Linked DNA regions of Rattus norvegicus: region 1 is linked to region 2. A link is a contact called in public Hi-C data. All regions are on one chromosome and are shown on one strand. Each heading gives the region's core, a stretch centred on a gene start, on an enhancer-like site or on the middle of the called end of the contact. The rest is flanking DNA. Distances are from core to core; before and after follow the strand shown. Region 1 has its middle 230 kb from the start of Ets1. Region 2 has its middle 47 kb from the start of Fli1.

Evidence for each region. Hi-C and Micro-C count contacts between places; a contact is called where the count stands out from the background.
Region 1: a Hi-C map of liver shows a contact between it and region 2, with 11 times the contacts expected there. The contact joins two enhancer-like sites. A contact is called at or near these places in 12 of 12 Hi-C or Micro-C datasets (the A7r5 cell line, the Rat2 cell line, Schwann cells and 7 more) and 1 of 1 datasets of contacts at active chromatin or transcription factors (oligodendrocytes).

The regions. Positions count from the first base shown.
Region 1 is chr8:39,588,691-39,594,674 of GRCr8, reverse strand. No RefSeq gene overlaps it. Among named protein-coding and RNA genes, the nearest start is that of Ets1, 230 kb to the right of the region's middle. Within about 2 kb of position 1,789, at least 29 of the 93 cell types and tissues checked have an H3K27ac peak or open chromatin away from gene starts, as enhancers often do.
Region 2 is chr8:39,252,622-39,258,657 of GRCr8, reverse strand. No RefSeq gene overlaps it. Among named protein-coding and RNA genes, the nearest start is that of Fli1, 47 kb to the right of the region's middle. Within about 2 kb of position 1,482, at least 1 of the 93 cell types and tissues checked has an H3K27ac peak or open chromatin away from gene starts, as enhancers often do.

The DNA.
Region 1 (5,984 bases), core at 540-3,039, 340 kb before region 2:
GGGGAAGGTTACAGGGTGAAAGGTGGGGTTATGAGGGGACAGGAGATGAGCAGAACTGGGGTGCATGATGGGAAACTCACAAAGAACCGATGACAACTTTTTTTAAAAAAGACAGAAAAGAAAGAAAAAAAAACAATTCAGTTCCTTGCCATTTCAGCTCAATAATTTTGTCTCCTCCTCAACTAATGCCCTGCCCTGCCCTCACCTATGAGAGCCTCCTGTATATTGAACAAGGAAGGCATTTGCCACCAATACTGCAACCTGACATCTAGAGTCTTAAAGCCTCACAGGCTTTCTTCACACTTAAAACGATCTTCAAAACCACTGTTCAGGGTCTTCAATCGAACACAGCATGCACTTGTTTTTTGTTTGTTTGTTTGTTTGTTTGTTTGTTCTGTTTTTCTTGGGTCTGGAGACTGAGCATGGATCCTGAATATGTAAGACAGGCACTTTATACACTGCGCCATCTTCTGAGCCCAACACCCATGCCTTTGTTTTCCATGGTAGCAAAGGCAAAGAAACCGATACATTCTGGAAAATCTACCTTAGTGGATTAAATCATCGTTTGATGTTTACAGGCTCAGTGTGAGTATGTTAAGGGTGGTGGGAGCATTCCAGTCTGCCCACCAGGGGCTGCTAGACATCAGATAAGTTCTAAAGAGAATGATGTGAAAATGGTAAATGGGAGCTGAGAGAAAGGCAGTCAAAGAAGAGGCTGTTGCCCTGGAAAGGCAAGTAGCCCTTCAGCAAAAGAACTCATAATGAACCATTGTGAGCTTAGCTGCAGTGTTTGTGAATGGAATGCTTTCTGTTGAATGAATGGCTGCTGTTCTATAATTCACAAAGTCTGACTCAAAACAGGCCGGGAGGTACGAGCATGTCTTAAGTGTGCACTGCACACGTTTCCCGTCCTGTCACCCACAGTCACTTGGGTTTACTCTGTAGCTCAGACGTTAGTAAGCCACAGCCAGGTTATAGGAGAAATCCAGCCATCTATAACCTAACCAGATAATTGTCTGCCACCTCTTTTCCACGCTGATAAACGTTCCAACTGGAGGACTGAGCTCTCCTGGCCAATGAAGATTCCTTCAATTAGAGCTTCCTTTCCATCGGGAAATCGCACGGCACTCAGTTTTAGAATCCTCACATTCAGAGACCTAGAAAAGTTCATTTAGTTTTTTCTTCTGTTTCCTTCGTGAAGAAGGCTCATCAAATTCATAGGGAAATACGATAAAACAACCAATGATTCCAACTTTCAAAGACAGACACACTGCTTTGTGCTTCTAGTCCTATGTGCCTGTGTCCCTTACATTTATGAAGTCTCATGCTGCCTTGCCACTGCACCCACAAGCCCCTCCTCTTAATCTGTCCTCTCCAAAAGCAGCAGTACGGCTGACCCTAATTCTGTGACGAGGTGCACAGTACACAGTGTTCCCTAACAGCGCGCATGCAGATTCTCTTCAGGGAATAGACTTTATGTAAACAGAGATATCCAGAAGTTACATTATAGCCTCATTCTTGAGATAAACTTCTGCTTAATCACTGATCCTTCCAGGAATAAGAAAAAAGATGCAAATAAATCGCTCTGCTATTCGTAAATTTAATATTTAATCTTCATTTTCTTCTCGTGCTGGGAAGTCTGTCACAAAAGAGAGAATGGAGAGCAGAGGAGGAACTAGGAACAAAACAAAGAAAAATACTTTGTGTCCCAGTTCCCCACAAGTCTCCTAAGCCTGGCTTTAGACTTGTCTTCCTAATCGAGACGCTAGAGGGAGTCAAACCCAGGAATCTGCAGACGATCCCCCAGCTGAACAGCAAGGGCTGCTGTTACACCTTTCTCTTTAAACAACTGCTCCTTAGCTTGCTTGGCCCAGAAAAACGCCCAATCTGGAGTGCCGTGCCTTTCTTACTCTGAGGTTACTATTTCTAAAAATAGTTTTCTGAAAAATCTCTCTAGTGGGCTGGGAAGCACGCAAGTAGAGTGTGGGGTCCGGAAGTGCACGGTTCTGCTTCAGCAGAACCCTGCAGGCTGGGGGTAGGACAAGAACTGTAGCCAAGAGCACCAAAAGGGGTCGTGCCCTAGATTGAGAGTGTGCCTTTGGGGTTCAAACAGGCTATTCTCACTGGCCCTTGAGGAAGCAAAATGTTGGCTGTGAGCTTGGAGCCCCGAGGTGAACGCCATGCAGCTCCTAGACCTGACTTCCCCACCACACACAAACCACACAGAGCACAATGGTGCTGCACAGGACCCCGGTGAGTGTCACCTCTAAATGATACAGTGGCACATGAAGGAGGTTTTTACGCACCTCTGCTGGTCTTCCAACCACTCAGTGTTTCGAGAGTGGCATGGGCGTTAGAGAGAATTCCAGATACGGTCCAAGATGGGAGGAGACAAAGCCAGGTTGGGGATTCCACCCATTTTCTCTCTTCTGGTTTTGTCTCTGGTCACATTTCCAATTCCTAGGAGAATAGTACCACTAAGTTTGGAGCCCTTTTGGTTTTGTTTGGATTTGCCCTAAAAATCCCCCAAAGGCCAAAAGTAGAGAACTCCTCTAGTGTTCTGGCCCTTTGGGGTGTGTATGGGGTGGGGAATACTTTGGGCATTCTTATTTTGGATGTCTCCAAACCGTACAAAGCAGAGACCCAGCCTTGCCTCCCGTTTTCTTCTGTTACCAGATTTGGCGGATGTTAAAGAGTTAAATTTAGCGTCCTTCAATGTCTTGAGGAGGCCTCTAGGAGCATGTGTGTGTCAGGCTTCAGCATTTAAGTCTTGGGTACACAGCGGTCACACAAAGCTGAAGGAGTTCAACTACCTGCCTGAAACAGACTCCAGGTCAGGCCCAGAGCTATTCCAGTCTCCAGCCATCCTCCCAAGAAAGACACTACAGGACAGGGCTGGTCTATTTCCCCGATGAATTCATGAGAGACTTTCTTTGGTCTGTAAAGGTTCTGGGAAAGTCCACTGTCTGAACTTTCAGAATTCTTGCTAAAGTGAATGCATCCCGACCGAGCCTTTCTGATAGGAATATCAGTCTTGACATTATAAAACTGCTGAGGTTCGATACCAGCTCAGTTCATATGTAACTGACTGCAAACCAAGGATCAAACTTCTCCAATCACAATCACCACCACCACCACCACCACCACCACCACCACCACCACCACCACCACCACCATCAAACAAGACTTTCGGGGGAAATAATCTGCTAGGTTTTTTTTTCTGGTTTAAAAGTTCCATGATTTCTGTCTCTTTCTAGAAAAAAAATGTGAAATGTTCTATCTGCTGGCCTAAAAGTCAAAAGAGAGAAGCCTAAGTTATATGCAGACAAGCCTGGGGTGCCTAGCTGTACCGTGTAGGAGGAAGACACTTTAGAAGGAAACACATTTCATTTTTTCTGCCTGATATGGTTATCTCTAAGGCTGGCACCCATGCAAACAAGATGAGGGTGCAGAGGAAGGGGAGGGGGGGACACGTTTCCAAATGTCAAATGTTGAGCGAGGGCTTTGAGCTCTGACAATTGAGGCTTCCGGTAACTTTGGTCTCCACCTTTGTGGAGAGAGAGAGAGACAAGGAGGGGTAAGAAGGAGAAAGTTGAACATGTTCCTAACAATGAGACAATTATCATGTAGGTCTGAGGCAAAGATCAGGCCCATGATACCTGACTTACTTGCAAGTAATCTGGGACTCTCCCCTTACTATGTCTTTAAGAAAATCCCTGGTTAGAACTCTGAAGTGAACCTGAACTTTAGACCATGTGATTCTCCCGTGTGGCTCTTACATAAAGTTGGCACACCTAACGGGAATTCTGCCAACACAGGATGAGAGCATTTGGAAGCTTCTATCTTCAGGGACCGTATACCTGTTTGAAGGACGTAAGACACCTGAAGGAAATAACAATATGATTTGATTATTTAAAAAAAAAGATGTAGGGTAAATGGTTCATGCAGGCCATGGCAAAATTGTATGAAGGTCAATCGATAGAAAATGCATCTGTAAACTATGGTGTAGGAAGGATCATCACTGGGGTAGAAATGAATGTTAAGTTCATGAGTTTACACACACACACACACACACACACACACACACACACACAATCTATGTACAAGTTTTGAAGAAGAAAATAAGTTTTTAAAAAAATCACAATTGCTTCTTACCTACCCTTTTTTTTCTACATGTGTCACTAAACAAGTACATAACACCGACTATCTGTCCTACATCTCCACAGTACAAACCAGTATAAGGCCCTCCAAGTTCTTTCCAGTATGAAGTCTAACCACTGAATACAGGAAATCAGCAAGATGGCAACTCCATTGTAAATGAGGGCTCCCTGCTTTGTGAGCCTGGGCATGTCAACTAATACTTGAAGCAGACAAGTGAATGTAATTTTTCTGTTAAACCTAGCACCACATGTCCTTTGGCAGGGTCAAGAGCACCATGCCCAGAGAACTTTTAATCCTGCAGTCACAGCCTGAAGTTGTCTGGAACTTCTCCATCAAGTGAGCAAACTCAGAGGGTTGTGACTATGTCAGAGAAGAAAAGCCAGCACTCACAGGGGACAGGGATGTCACGAAGGCAGGGAAGCACATTGCACCACAGAAGAAAAGCTTGCTGGGAATTGAGCTACTGAAGGAATTTGGGGAGGAAGGGCTGCAGTTGAGAGCAGCACGGGCTGTTTATAAGTGTTTTGGTCTGTGACACCAGGATTCGAGGAAACTGACTCTGCCAAACTCTGAGAGGGAAAAAGAAGATTCCCAAGCATTTCCCTTGGAAATCACCTCTGAGTGAGCACCAGGCTCTTCTAGAATCTGCACTGCCACTCATGTACACTGCAGAGGTAAGAGGTGAAGTGTGGCTCTGATGGAAAATACAGAAGAGACCACCTATGACTATTCTTCAGCCTGCGCTAATCAGCCAACTGGACTACACCCAGTGTCCCATCCTGTACATTTACAAAGACATCCCCTTCCCCTAGACAGGAACAGAAACCACTAGTGAATGCTGGAAATGGGGCTTTCCTATGTACTTCACAGCCCCTAATATATGCCTCGAACAGGCAAGTGTAGAAACTACAGAAAAACCTACCTCTGCTCTGGCTGGGCTGCTGGTGGGGCATCAAATAATGACAGACACTTGGTTCTTCAGGTCTATCCTGTTCTCTGTCCTACCTTATAACCTCCCAACTCCAGACAAAAAGATAGACAGACAGACAGATGTCTGTGGCAAATGGAGAACAGATTTACTCTCTAGAGGGAGAATGTACCAAGATGGGGGTAGAGTGGGGGTTCTCCAGATCCTACAACTCTGTTCAGAGAGGTAGAATCACCTGGGGACCATGGCATCTTGGAACATCCAGAAATGAGTTCTCTAACTAAGGGGCAATAGAAGCCATTCCTGGGTACTCCATATGTCCTCCCCCAGGGGTGGGGGTGGGGCACATGCTAGTCACACTAAACTTATCTTGCTCCTTTGTCTCCTACCTCATGCCCACCCTGCCTGCCCCCAGCTGTCCTCGTCCTCAGGAGCCAGCTGCAGCGTGTAGGAGAACCAGGCCCTGTCACGGCTGTCTCTAGTGTGTTATTGTTAGTGTTACGTTACAAATCCTGTTTCCATGCCAGGGTCCCTCGGGGGTCATAACCAGAAGAGGCCGTGACCCTGTCAATAAACAGTACCCCAATCCTTAATGTAACCAGCTTGCTTTCACTGCATCTTTTCCACGGCTTTATGGTTGCTCTCCTAGGTTGAATCACTTCAGCAAGGGCTCTTGGAAGCATAAGAAAGTTTAGATGCTGATCATTGTGGCAGGAGGGAGTCAAAATGGGGGATGTCTTGTGTCTCTTCAAAGTTACCCACTGAACAGAACAGGGTTTCTTAGAACAATTAGTTCAGTCAGGTTGCTTTGTGTGCCTCCTGGCCAAGGTTCTAGTTTCCTTGGAAGATTACCCTCTACAGAGGTCTGAGCTGGTGTGTCAGACAGTGTGTGAGG
Region 2 (6,036 bases), core at 233-2,732:
CTCTTTACATAATATAAAATTTAAGATATGGCCATCTTTTGCTCTCTCTAGGAAATTGGTTCCAGGACCCCCTCTCAAAGAGTAGAGTCCATACAGGCTCCAAATGCTTTAAACAACATAACTATTGTGTAGGTAACTGTTACACAGTTGTGTTTAGAGAACTATAACGACACACCCAGTTACTACAGATAAAGTATCCAAGACCAGACTAGAGTGTATGGAGCCATGTCTTGGGGGAAAGGGTTGTCTTTTTTTTTTCTTTACTGCCTTGCCATTTATTTGCTCTCGCCATGCACCATAGTATTTAATCCTTACAGACCCTGTGATTTGTGGTGTGTTATTATCAGCTTTGTAACAACAAGAAAACGGGCCTAGGGTGAGTTAATAATTACCCCGTCTCATAGCTGACAAGGCTGGAGACCAGGTGGTATGGCCTGGAGACCCAATAACCCTGCGCACTGGGACTCCTGCTCACTGACAGACTGTACTTGTGCTGGGAGAGCAAAGAAGATACAGTGTGGCTGGCCCTACAATTAATAGGGACTTGAGTTAGACTCTCGTTCTCGGTATATCCAGAAGAGGCAGGTCCCTGGTTTTATCTGTGCTGTCTCATGTGATAGGAATTCCTCCGTCGATCAAGGTAGTCAATGTTTCATGGTAAGTATCTGCTGTGTTCGATTGCTCTATTTAGTTGTCAAAAATAGTTAGGATATTTTTCCACACCTTAGCCACTATCAATAATGTCGCAGGAGACAGGAGAATGCAGTCCAGGATGCTGATGTCAGCTCATCTAAGAAAAGACTCTGAAGCAGATCCCTGGGTCACCAGTGGTTTTAGGTTGCCATGGTAGCTGTATCTTTCTGCATCCCCATCCACAGTGCGAAGGTTCCATTTCCCCAAACCCTCTCCAATGTTTATTCTTGTTTTGATAATGCCGTCTGACAGATGCATGGTATTTTCTCACCGTGGGGGAAGAATACAGGAATGAAATGTCATATTGACAGTGAAAAAAGCCAGTAAATGATATTTGGACAGTCTGCATGTTGTCCAAATCTGACTTTTATATATAGATATATAGATATGGATACTGCAAATCCTAATCCTTAGTATTCTTTTTTTATTCAAAATTCTTTATTGTTGATATTTACCTTCAAAGTTGGAGGGGGAAATGAGTTCAGAAAGCACTTCCCAACTACATGTGCTATATGCATGTTACTTAAAAATAAGTCCCTCTAGGCACGGTGCGTTTTTAAGAAAAGGCCAAGTAAGTTTGGGATAAGAGGACAGAGCTGAAAACCTGTCTTCTTTGGGAGAGGGGAAGCTACATTCAAAGGGCATTTTTTTTTCTTCAAAAAGAGACCTCGCAGAACAGAAAAGTTCACGAGCAAGGACCTCCCTTCAGCCAAAGGCCTCTCCTCCTGCAGGCTCCATCACTTGACAGCAGAGACACGAACTCTGCTTTGTAGCGACCCCTGCTGGCCGGATGCAGGTGGTACAAGGTGGCTAACTACGCGTTTGTCCTGAGGTACTGCTATTTAAGACAGGCTAGCGGATAGGCAGCCCCTCCTAGTCTCTTCTGCCTTGAGTTCTGGACTATCGTGAGTTAAGAGACATCTTCCTGGTCGCCCAGCCTTTTGCCTAGAAGCTGCTGAGGACCGAGATGGGCAGACACGAACCGCATCCCCTAGACACTCAGAGATGACTGCAGAAGAGAAGCTGGCACAAGGGTGCAGGTTAGAGAGTGACGTCACGGCAGAGAAAGGCCCTGTGTAGAAGTACTAGAAGGTTGGCAGAAGAGGCGCTGTATGAGCTTCTCTGAGCACTGGAGCAGAGGTCTAGGGAGGACGCGTGTACTACGGGCACAGGGTTCAGTCCGAGGTGGGAGCAGTGGGGTGGGAAGGGTTTGTCTGCGCTGCTAAGGCTCCTCCTCCTGGTAACACGCAAAGCAGAGCTCTCTTTTTCCATAAGGAACACTAGTGAAGTGGGCTTCCAGAACTCTCACCAAGGAAGAGGCTGGGCACGCCCCTCCTCTTTGCCGAAGACTGTTGGGTGTAAAGATGATTACAAAGGCTGCCTAGGGAAGCCTGTAAGGACTTTTCGTCTAAAGTCCATGGAGTATCTCTGTCCCCACCCCATGGGATTTTGAGTCTCACTAGACTCCAATTCAGAGGTGACTTAACAACCAAGCAAAGACCAAGCAAACGAAAACTAGAATGTTACAAGTGGTGTTCCTCAGTTCTTCTTCGAAGCATGTAAAGTGTTTGAGGGTAGCTAATGTTCATCAGCCATATTGGATGACCCTTGTGGTTGACAGTTGAGGCAGAGGAGAAGTGACAAGTGTCAGAGGAGAGTCTTGGACCTCTTTCCAGCATCTCTGTTACTTTCAAATGTCCATAACAATGTGCCCAGATGGAAACACCAAGCTGTGCCTCAGCTCAAATAAGATCTGACCATAGGAGCCTGGCAAATCCTTAACTGTGTTAAGGAGCCAGGGCACTGCTCTTGACTACGGTGGAGCTGGGCTCAGCCTCTTGTCACCTGGATAGACAGTGTGAACACAGAGGAAAGTAAACGGCCCCTTCCACATCAAGGACCAATACAGAAGTACTAGTGTTTTCCTCCAAACCTCTGCAGCTGGGAAATTAGACAAAGTCTAGAACTCCCCAAGCTAACCATTTGCCCTCTAAACACTACCTGACTTTCACAAGCCCAGGGGGAAGTCAAGCAGCCTCCTGGCCTCAAAATCCCAGTATGTTCAAGGACTCCAAGCAAGGAAACATGATCTTCTCTGGACCCCCTTTCCCCAGATCTCTCGAATGCTGACCTGGTAGCCCAGGGGTAGACCAAAGCCAAAGCTTTTGATAGTCTTCTCTCTTGGAAGACAGGAGAAATGGGTTTCCCTGTGATCCTGGGGGTCCAGCCTCAAAGACATTTGTTAGAAAGACGTGGGGCCCTCTTGTCAGAAGCTGAATGGGAAGGAAGCAAGAAAAGATGTAGACATTCAAAGACAATCCCGAGAGTGCCAGTCTTCTGGTTAAATGGGAATGAGGAACTCTGGAGGTCCTTGGACTGGAAGGGCAGACGGGAGCTGGAAGCAAGTGGGGGGAGTTTAATCAAGACAGTAAGGGGCATGGAAGAAAGATCCAACTGAAAAGAAGCTGGGGAGGGAGCGGATGAGAAGACACGGGTGCCAGCTGAGTTAGGAAACCAGGCATTTCGGGAATAAAACTGTAGTTTTGGAAAAAGTCAGTGTAGTTCAAAGCTCCATTTATCGTGACTCTGCATCCTAAAGTGTGGGACCAAAGGCAGCAATGAGCAGTGGACAGCTGGGCTTCGGGGTTCGATTCGCTGGTCATGTGAAAAGTCCATTACACACACACACACACACACACACACACACACACAAGTTGGGTGGGGAGTGTAGAACAGTGTACTGCTCAATTGAGAAAGGTGAACACAGACACTCAAGGGTTGGCAATGCCGTTCAGACCACTGCCAGTTGAACGAAGCACAGAGGGTGGGGCTAGGAACAGACTGGCAGCCAAAGCAGAGCAGAGAAGCCAGAGACTCAGAACCATCTGTGAGATGAACTGAACTACTCAGCCGGGAGAACACAAGAGGCCACTGGGATGTGGGGCACTGGCTACTGAGAGCGAGTTCTCAGTGAGTGTCCAGGTTGTTTGTGTGGTGCTGGAGCGGGGGCGGGGCGTGCATTACAGCAGGAGGCCAAGCCTGGGTGAAGGGCTCATAGGATAGGGCAAGCATTACAGATCGAGCTCGGCCAGGCTCACACAACCAAGTAGTAAAGGAACATTCAATAGAAGCCCAGGTTACCTCAGCTGATGAGCAAATGCAGCTTGTGGTAGAGGAGGGGTGGGAGCTCATCATCTCAAGTGTGGAGGCAGAATTCTTTGATCTCAGGGGGATGAATATCAGTATTTTCTCCTGAGACAGGGCCTCCCTCAGATTAGATGATTCCTCCCATCAGCCTGTCAAGAGAGAGCTACGGACTGACCAGTTCATCCCGTCTAAAAACTATTTGCACTACACCATCCAGATTGGAGACTGACCAGACAACTTCATAACACCTTACAGCCCAGCTGACCTGATAGAGAAAACTCACCATCATAAGTATCCTTCAAAGAGGCAGAGAACAAAGAAGGGCGAGAAGAAGAGTCCACTGCCACAGACAAATAATAAACACAATCAGTTTAAAGGATACCACCCCTGTTGTCTCCCAGTTGAAAGGTGTCAGTGCATAGCCAGTGGTCTATTGCATTGTGACCCCGTGAGTCAATACGGGCAGTGAAGTTGGAACAAGGCTGCTCACTTCATACTAGCTGGAAAGCAGGAGGGGAGTGGGGAGGGGGAGAGAGGGGGGAGGGGCAGGAAGGGGTGAGGGTCTGAACACTTCCTTCATAAGCATTCTCCCAATGACTGAGCTTCCTTCCACTTGACCCCTCAGCCAAAGGTTTTGTGATCTCCCAGGAACACAAAAGATAAGCACTCAGACCTTTAACAAACAGGACATCCAAGATCTAAACTCCAGTGGGGTTCCAAGACAACTATGGCCAGAGTTGTGGGGTGGAGATGGGGAAAGGAGGAGAAAGGAAAGAGAGGCAGAGAGAGGGCAGAAAGTTAGGAGTGAGTTGGGGAGATGGCTCAGTTAAAACACACTTGCCACCAAGCCCGATGACATGAGTCTGGTCCCAAGGACCTGCCTAAGGAGAAGAACAAACCCCACAAGTGTCCCCTGACTTTCACAACACGTCATAGAACACACTGTGCCTTGTCAGCACAATAAAAATCAAGACATTGGGGGCTGGAGAGCAGTTAAGAGCACTGCCAGCTCACCCAGAGGCTCCAAGTTCAATCCCCAGTATCCACATGGTAGCTCACGACTCTTTGTAACTCCCAGTTCCAGGGGATCCAACACCCTCACATCAATGCATATAAAATAAAAGTTAAATTATTTTTAAAAACGTTTTAAAACTAAAGAACTTGAAAGGATAAGAGGGCAAAGGGGTAGGGGATAGAGGTCACAGACAATGACCAAGTATCTTGGTGTAAGGGGTAGCTGACTTTCAATGCACACATTATGGAATAACTTATTTTAATGCCCAACTGGCCTAGGATTCAAGACAGAAGTTGGAATTCTAAAATGAACGAATTAATTAATTAATTAATTAATTAATTAATGAAAGCTCTCATGGGCACCTCTGTGCTGTGAGTTTAATCCCAGGGCTCTGTCTGCAGCCTTGGTCTCTTCGTTAGGAGGAGGGGTGAGGACCCAGGACCTGAGCTCAGCAAATAAGGTTGCTGAGGCTTGAAGCGCGCTGTTGGATGCCTTGCCATGTGTGGTGGGCAAGGTGTCTCTGTAACGCACCCAATAATAGCTCGGCTGGGTCTGTAGAGGAAGATTACGGCAGACATGCTGAGACTCTTGAAATACAAAAGCTAAAAAATCTGGAAGTCTGCTATTAACAATAGGGACAGGGCAATTCACAGTAAACTGAATCGACTTAGAGCAAACAGGTCCGGCCAAGGCATGTGTAGGAGTCTGTTCCGTTTTCACTGAGGAGGAAGTATGCCGTGGAAGAGCCCGGGCCAGCCTCATTCAGACGATCCTCCTGAATGTCTCTCCAGCATCACCAGCATTTATGCGCTGTCTACGGAGTGCAGTCTTGGATATATCGCCAGGATCCTTTCTTTTAAGTGGTAACTGTGGCAGAGCGACACCGCCCAGGACCCTCCGGGAGTCTGCCCCCTACTGGACATATGCTCCAACTGCAGCCTCTGATTCCACCACAGGGACCTGACACTGAAGCTTCTGTCTCTACCCTTGCAGATGGCTGAAGTGTCCCTCTCCAGGACTAAGGCAACAGGAGCCGCTCTCTGCTCCCCTCTCTTCTGGTTTATTGCGTTGCCTCCTTCCTCCTCTGTGGCAGGATTAAAGGAGTGGGTCAGTAGATTCAACCTATCTGTGATACTCTTAGGACTTTGCCCTGATGAATAACTAACCACACAGACGAATGT